Linked DNA regions of Bos taurus: region 1 is linked to region 2. The links are chromatin contacts, called in public Hi-C maps. All regions are on one chromosome and are shown on one strand. The core of a region is the stretch at or near the end of the contact, and the rest is flanking DNA. Distances in the headings are between cores, read along the strand shown.

The links. Hi-C and Micro-C count contacts between places; a contact is called where the count stands out from the background.
Region 1: a contact with region 2 is called in a Hi-C map of liver, with 3 times the contacts expected there. The contact joins two enhancer-like sites. A contact is called at or near these places in 2 of 11 Hi-C or Micro-C datasets (liver and skeletal muscle).

What each region holds. Positions count from the first base shown.
Region 1 is chr12:86,885,417-86,889,390 of ARS-UCD2.0, forward strand. No RefSeq gene overlaps it. Among named protein-coding and RNA genes, the nearest start is that of C12H13orf46, 20 kb to the right of the region's middle. Within about 2 kb of position 2,180, at least 22 of the 102 cell types and tissues checked have an H3K27ac peak or open chromatin away from gene starts, as enhancers often do. A contact at or near this core is called in liver, where this site is marked.
Region 2 is chr12:86,849,972-86,854,292 of ARS-UCD2.0, forward strand. No RefSeq gene overlaps it. Among named protein-coding and RNA genes, the nearest start is that of GAS6, 13 kb to the left of the region's middle. Within about 2 kb of position 2,605, at least 3 of the 102 cell types and tissues checked have an H3K27ac peak or open chromatin away from gene starts, as enhancers often do. A contact at or near this core is called in liver, where this site is marked.

The DNA of each region.
Region 1 (3,974 bases), core at 930-3,429, 35 kb after region 2:
CCGGAGCGAAGGTATGGGAAGAGACCCACCCTCTGCTGCGGGATGGGGCTGCTGGGCCTGGGCAGGTGAGGGCCATGGAGGAGCATCCCGGGAGGGCCTGGCGCCCAGCTCCCCTCTCCACCTGCTCACAGAATCAGCGGGCCTCCCTCTCCCCGACCCCAACCCCCAGTCTTGCCTGGGGTCCTAGTACGGGAAGGCCCTTCCTTGCTTCCCTGGGGCCTCAGCTCCAGGTCAGGACCCAGTCCTCAGGCATGATGCTGCCGGGAGCCTCCGCCCCAGGACCTCCAGCTGCTTGGAGGGAAAGTGGAAAACAGCTCCCAAAAGCCGCCTTTGGCCCCGGGCCACTGTTTTCTCTCCTAGCAAACTTGGCCCCCATGCGCTGTTTGACCAGTAAAGGTTTGGCCTCTGTCTGCCTGCTGCAAAGCGCAGCCCGGCCGAGGCCAGAACAAACAAAGCCTTGGGGGGCTGGCTTCTGGCCCGGCAGCCTGCCTCTTTCCACAGCCCTTGCTTTTGCTGGATTTCAGACTGTCCTCTTAAATCTCTCCCAGAAGATCCAGCTTCTTCCCCTTTAGCGAGGAAAGGGTTGGGAGCCTGATCTCCCAGACATCTGTCTCTCAGCAGCCAAACTGGGGGTGCTGTTGGCCCCGCCGCCTGCTTTCTGTTGCCGTGGCAACTGCTGTTTGCGGTAAACTGCACTCAGGAGGCTCGGGGCTCCTGTTGGCTGTGAGCTGCTGGAGGCCTGGACGCGCGTTTGTTTTCACATCTTCTCTTTGCTCCCCCGGAGAAGTACCTGGCACGGAGGGCTACGCCTCGGCTGCACAAGCGTGCACACAGCCGTGGAGCGCCCTCTCCACGCCAGGCCTGGCGCCAAAGGTCAGCTGAAACTCAGCAACTTTGCAAACTGTGATCACAATCGGAAAAGCCCCTTGCTGCATGGAATTTGCACAAATGACTAGCTTCCTAAAACCCAGCAGGGCTGTGCAGGACGAGCTGGTGAAGGCAGGACTGCAACCCGCGTGAAGCTCCTTAGTGCTTGCGGAAAAGACACTCACCCGCAATAGGTTTCCACCAGGTTCAGAGGATTTTTCAAGAGCTCAGAGTTGGAAAACACAGACACAAGTGCCAGGAAGTGTGGGTCCGTCAGGGACAAGCCCTGGGTGGGGATGGGGAGTTGGGGCTGGGGGGGTGGGGAGTGGGGGTGGGGTGGTGAGCGGGAAGGGAAGCAGGATTCATGGTAGGGACTCCCTGTCCTGCACTCAGCCCCTGCTGCTTGCAGAGCCCATGTTTGTCCAGGCCAGAGTCCAGCATGTCTCAGCCCTGAGCCGCCAGGCAGGCTCCAGGGTCCTGGCTTGGGACTGCGGCCCTGGACTCTGCATTCTCCTCGTAGCCGGCCAGGCCCCAGGGTGACGGCTCAGCCCCAAGGGAGCAGCTCTGGCTGATCACAGGCTTCACAGCTTAAGATTCCGTCGACTCAGTGCCTCCCCGTTAGCAGCTGGGGGTCAGTCGAGGCTGTGCTGGGCTCCGAGAGCTGCAAGGCCACCTTCGGGGATCCTCTCTTCCCAGCACGGGCGGCCTGACCTCGGGGCCCACACCCAACAGCACAGCGTCTCCGGCCCCGCCTGCCTCCGGCCCAGCCTTCCCTTGCCTTCCCTTTGGCCCGGCTGGTGCAGTGGCCCACTTCTACAGAACAGGAGCCCCGCCTTAATCCCACCCGCCAAGTCCTTGGCCCCGGTGAGGTGATGTCCCCTTCGGTCCGAGGGTTCAGATACAGGTGCCTCGGGGGAGGGGTCTCCACGCAGCCCACCTTGACGCTTGCTCCAGGAATGCAGTCTCCCCTCCTATCTCCACCCTGGCTCAGCCAGCCCCGTGGCCAGCACCTTCCTGGTGGCCCTCACCTGCCACCCCATCCCTTCTGGACGCTCAGCTGCCCTACAGCAGAGCCTTCCTGAACACAGCACCAGCCTCAGCCTTGCACGTGTGTGCTCAAGATGGGGCAACCTCCCAGAGTGGGGCGGGGACACCCCTGAGGGAGGCAGGACCAGGGTCTCTGCAGGCCCTGGTGAGAGGCCTGGAGGCTGCCTCAGTTTCCCGAGCTGTGAACGGGCACGAGCACAGGAGGCAGGGTCAGGCCCCAACCGACCTCACAGCTGCTGGCCAGCTCGTGTGCTGCGTGGCCCTGGCCAGTGTGCTGACCTCTCCATGGCCCCAGCCATGGACAGCACAGAGCGAATGGCAGTGCCTGTTCCAGAAGTGTCACACAAGCACCGAATGGGTCATCCACTGAGGTGCTGGTGAGTGTTGGGTGAGAGTCACTGTGGGGGAGAGGCCAGGGTCTCAAGGAGCAGGTGTCAGGTGAGGAGGCCAGGCAGGGGAGGCCAGGTGTGGGAGGCCAGGTATAGGAAGCCAGGTATAGGAGGCCAGGTGGGAGAAGCCAGGTGTGGGAGGCCAGGCAGAGGAGGCCAGGTGTGGGGGGCCAGGTGTGGGAGGCCAGGTGTGAGAGGCCAGGCAGGAGAGGCCAGGTATAGGAAGCCAGGTATAGGAGGTCAGGTGGGAGAAGCCAGGTGTGGGAGGCCAGCCGTGGGAGGCCAGGCAGAGGAGGGCAGGTATAGGAGGCCAGGTGTGGGCGGCTAGGTGTGGGAGGTCAGGTGTGATAGGCCAGGTATGGGAGGCTGGCCCGAGTTTCTCAGGAAGAACGTTTTCAGGCTCTGGGGGGAGGGCTGCCTTCCAGGCAAGTAGCTGTATGTTCTGGACTCTCCCAGGGCACCCATGAGCTGAGGATGCCGCAGACTTGGGGTACAGGGCCTGCTGCCCACCTGCTCCCCGTGTGAGGGGAAGACTGAGCTGGAGCCTCAGGCCCCTGGAAGCTTGCCTGCCCTTCCTTCCTTCCTTAGGATCACAGTGGTGTCCCCAACCTGGACCCGCAGCTGCCCTGCTGGCTGGCCTGGAGGCCCCCATCTCCTCCGTGGGGAGAGGGTGCCCTTGCTCTCTATGTTCCTACAGCACATCTTTTCAGCTTTCTCAGTGATGCCTGGAATCTCCCCTGTGAGCTGTCGTTTTTGAATGGGTGCCCCCACCTGTCCCACTCCCCACTGGGTCAGGGAAAACACAAGCTGAGCCTGGAATATCTTGTGGGGCCAGAAAGCCAGGAAATGTTCCCCAATTTAATTAATTAGGAAAGTAAGAGCCTGTAGCAGACACAGGGCACACCCTGGGAGTGCGGCCAGCAGCCACAGACAGACGCCGTGAGCAGCAGACTCGGGCTGGCGTATTGTCACCCAGAGTGGCACGTGTGTGCGAGCCGGGCCAGTGGAAACAGCCGCCTGTGTAAACAAGCAAACAGGGACGAGGACAGCGCCGCTTTCAGGAAACCTTCCCTAGATAAGTGACAGGGAAAGAGGGAAAGAGAAGGTCATCTGGGTGAGCCCACTCCAGCTGCGGAGGCTCACAGAGCAAGAGGGCAGACGTCCGCAGGCACGCAGAGCCTTGCACGCCCCTCTGGAGTCACCTCATGGCGTCGGTGTGGCTCCCACGGCTCTGTCTTCACATCCACAATGCAGCCAGCTTGTTCTCCATGGCAGGGGGGTGGGGGTGGGGGATGGGTGGTGTCTGAGCGTGCTGGGGGCTGCCCAGGGACTGTCCCTGTGACAAGCAGAACCCTCACCCAGGGAGCCAGCCGCTGGTCTAGAGGGACCCGGCAGATGGTCAGCTGGGCAGGTGGTGAGCTGGATCGGTAGTCAGCTGGGTTAAGTAGTTAGAAGGGCTAGGTAGTTGGTATGGAACATGGTCAGCTGGGTAGGTGGTCAGCTGGATTGAGAAGTAAGGTGGGTTAGGTTATTAGCGGGGTCAGGTAGTCAGCTGAGTCAGCTGTAGGTTAAGTGAGCACCCCTGCAGGGGCCGTGGTGTCTGAGCTGCCCTGCTTCATCCTGTCCTGTCCTGTCGGGCCAGAGGTGTGACTGGGGCCAGGATCACGTGTG
Region 2 (4,321 bases), core at 1,355-3,854:
CTTTTGTGCAGCCCAGCTTATCTAATTTCCCAGCTTGTTGCTCCATCTTATCAAAACAGGCCACTTCCTGTGTTACACAAGGCGGGGAGGTGTGAGTGGGCGGGGAAGGGGCCGTAGCGAAAGCCCGGTGTCGGAGGAGGCAGGCCTCTGCCCCTGGTCTGGACGGGACGGGCGGCTTGGGGCTTGGACTGTGAGGACACCGGGTCAGGAACATGGTGGGCTGGGCAAGGGGAGGCCCTTTACCAGCTGGCCTTCCTCCTTCGAGCGGCTGGCAGTGTGGTGCCCGGCGGGAGGCGGGCCTGGAGGGCGGCGGAGGAGGGCAGTGGGGGAGGGTGGCGGAGGAGGACACGTGTGCGCCCTGGGGGTGTTCGCCCCAGATTATTGTGAGTGAGGGCCTCGAGGGCCCCTCATCCACCCGGGGGAGGCAGTGCGCCCTTCCCAAGGGCAGAGCCCGCCCCTCGGCTTGGGTCCAAGCAGCCCCACAGAGGAACTGGCTCCCAGAGTGGTCCGTGTGGTGGAGGGGGCTCCACATGCGCTGGGACCGTGGACCGCGCACAGCCAGCCCACTCCCACTGCAAGGATCTGGCCCGCCTCCGGCCTTGTTTTGTCTACACCCCACCCACTTCCTCATAGGGTTATTTTAAGCCAGTCCTAGACGTCATATTATTTTATCTGTAAATATTTCAGAAAGTATTTCTAAAAGCTAGATAAGAACTAAAAACACCCCAGGAAACCACAACTCGTATTTTACAATGAAAATAAGTGCCAATGATTCCTCTCGGTCGTCAGATATCAGAGTGCAGGTTCCCCGGCTGTCTCTCCGGGGGTTTCTCGCTGTTTCAGCGGCTCTTTTGCTGTCTTCTGGTCCAGGCCAGGCCAGACACTGGGCTGGGCCCAGGGAGGGGGTCAGGCGTGGCCCAGGGCACCTTGGGAGGCATGCCCACACACTGGGGCCAGAGGATGGGGCCCAAACCGTCAGGAACTTGGCTGCCCTCCGCCCGAGGGAGTGTCTGTGCCCAAGAGTGGAGGCAGGGTGTGTGGGGGGAGCAGAGGCCGGATGGAGAGGTGGGCTGGGACCCTGCACTGGGGCCATGACAGCTCCCCTGGATGAACTTGACTGAGGCTACAAGCATGTGAAGTGTTCATGGGAGCTGGCTGCCCGGAAGCCTTCCTTCCCAGGGGTCTGCAGTGACCCCTGACCCCCAGGCCCCCTTGCCCACCCGCCCACCCACCCACCCGCGGGAGCACCTGTATCGGCAGGAAGTCCTGAAGCTCAGCTCTGAATGTGCGCGTGGCTGTGACCGCCATTCTGGCCCTGAGTCCCCGACCCCCAGGCTCACCGTCCTCGTCCCGGGTGGGGGTGGGGGTGGAACCACACGAGCTCTGGGCGTCGGTCGAGTCCACGGTACAGGGTCAGCTCCCGCCTGCAGCCCGAACACGAGCTCTGGGCGTCGGTCGAGTCCGCAGTCAGGGTCAGCTCCCTGCAGCCCTGAGGCCTCCCTGACTCCGACCTGCCTGCCTCCCTCCTTCCCTCGTCAGGACTCTGAGGTTACACTCGCCCCGGGGCCATTGGTACCGTCGCCCGCTTCAGAGCCTCCACGTCCACAGTCCTATTGGCCACAAGGGTGCATTCGCAGATCGGGGGTGGATTGGAAACCCCGAACAGCTTTGCACCAGGTGAGCAGACGCCTCCCCAGGGTGCCCTTGGACTCAGGGGCTCCCAGGCTCCATCAGGCAGTTTTGCTGAGATTCTGTGCCAGCGTGAACGGTTCGAAACAATGTCATGATAAACAGTTGTGTCATCAGCCGCTGATAAGACATGCAGCCATAGTTCCTGTGAGAAGTGACCTTTCAGACAGACATTCATGCGCTGGGGCTGCCCCCGCATCTGTGGCCATCTAGAGATGGGATTCTGGGCCCTGGATCCACCCGTGCTCCAGGGCGGGGTGGGCTTGGGGACTTCAGGGTCAGGGTCATGGTGCAGCTGCCACCGCCTCTCCCTGGGGGATCACGTGTGAGAGGCTCGGGGCCCGTCAGCTGTGCCCCCCAAGTCCTGCAGCCCCAACCCCGTCCTCACCTGGACCCTCTCCCAGGCTTCTTGCGTCCATTCATTGAGTTGACGATTATTTACCAAGTTCACATCATCGTCCTCCAGGAACCATGGGAGATGTGGAGATGAGAGGCACAAAATAAATTAAAAATTTAAATATAGGGCCTTTTGCAAAGAACTTACCTTCTTCAATGGGGCAGATCTTGGCCAATAAATTGTCCAGATGACACACCTGGAGTGTGGGCTCTGACAGTGGTGTGAGAGGTGGCTCTGGGGAGGCGGCTTCCTCCCACCTGGGGTGGGCCTGGGGGAGGAGATGAGCCTGGGGGGGCGCTCCAGCTGCAGCCTGAGAGGATGCATGGGGCGTGTGCCCTGAGTGGGGACTGAGGCTGGGGCTGGAGGCAGGGGTCTGGGGGAGACCTCGGGCGTCTCCAAAGTGACTTACCTGAAGGAGCCCCTTGTGGCTCCTGAGTCTGACCGGCTTACCCCATGAGCACTGGAGCCCAGCCACAGCCCGTGGACGCGCCTCTCACATGGTCATGGTGAGGGCTTCGGCTGAGGACGAAGGGGTTGTCAGCAGGACAAGCTTGCTGCCAGCCGGTTCACTGACCAGAGGGTCAGTGTGGCACGCAGGAGCTCTGCTCGCCAAACCCTTCCATGTTTCAGCGGAAGGGAACTCATAGGACGAGCATCCACTAGCCCAGCCTTTTATCTGCCTTGGACTTGAGGACAGCTAGAAGCGGTGTGTCAGCTTGAGGAGCTGAGAGGAACGGACCGTTGACCTCTGGCATCTGCTGAGATGCTTGTCATCTTTCTTGAAATATTGCAGCAGCTGCCTCTCCACCCCGCGCTGGGGAATTAGGGAGCAATGATGGCAACCCACTCCAGTATTCTTGCCTGGAGAATCCCAGGGATGGGGGAGCCTGGTGGGCTGCTGTCTCTGGGGTCACACAGAGTCGGACACAACTGACGCGACTCAGCAGCAACAGCAGCAGCGTCTCGCCTTGTTTCCCATCTTAAGAGAAAACTGTTTGCTGTTTCACTGTTATCATTATATTAAGTGTTAGATTCTTCAAATGCCCTTTATCACCTGAAGCAACTATCCTCTATTTTGCTGAGTTCTTCTATTGCGGGTTCATCTAGTTTGCTGGGTTTTTAAAATCATGCATGTCGAATTTTGTCAAAGGCTTTCTGTACATGTGTCTCCACACATCTCAGTGACCTTATGGATTAATTTTTTCTATAATCCTGTAAACAACAGAAATTGATTTTTAATTAAATTTTTAATCTTTGAGGTAATTGAAGATTCAGGCTCAGTTGTAAACAGTAAAGCAGAGAGACTGCCGTGCCCTCTTCTGCATTCCCCTCCAGCGGTAACATTGTGGACAGTGTCGCAGCCGGGGCTCCGAGGGTGAGGTAGGCCAGCGGAGGCCGGTGCACGGAGGGCAGTGGGGGCCGGGGTGCGGAGGGCGGCAGAGGCTGGCGGGGCCTGGGGCACAGAGGGCGGCGGGCCGGGGCGGCGGGGACCGGGGTGCGGAGGGCAGCGGGGCCGGGGTGCGGAGGCCGGGGCGCCGGGGGCGCCGGGGGCGGCAGAGCCAGAGAACAGCTCCGTCTTCACAAGGGTCCAGCGGCTGCCTGCTCTCTGTGGCGCTGCGGTACCTGTGAGCACTTGGTCTTCTGCTGTATCGGGAATCTCTCCTCGTTATGTTTGGCAAGACGGGCTCACGGGGGCTGCTGCCATGCAGTGGAGCCTGTTCTCCTCTATACCTTTTATACTTGAAGGAAATGACTGCTCTTTGGTCAAGTGTACAGAAAACTTCCCCCATTTTTCTTTATTATGTTTATTTCAAAAGGCTGCTTGTGTGCGAAAGAGTTCTGTCCATACATATAACAAATGTAAAGTATTATTGTTGGGTGTAGGATGCGTGTGGGCGTGCTAAGTTGCTTCAATCGTGTCTGACTCTGTGTCCCAGCCAACTCTAGCCCACCAAGCTCCTCTGTCCTTGGGATTTCCCAGGCGAGAATACTGGTGAGGGTTGCCATTCGCTCCCCCGGGGACCTTCCCGACCCAGGGATGGGACCCACGTCTCTTTACCACTAGCACCACCCAGGAAGCCCCGGCTGTACGGGTATCATCTGACAGAGTTCAAAATGAAGCTATTAATGTATTAGCCTTTTCTCCAGTGCTCTGGATTTGTATCCAGAGAGGTGACCAGGTCTCCCTTAGAGCAGCCTCTTTTCCTTTCAAGATTGTAGAGCTGTAGAAACGTG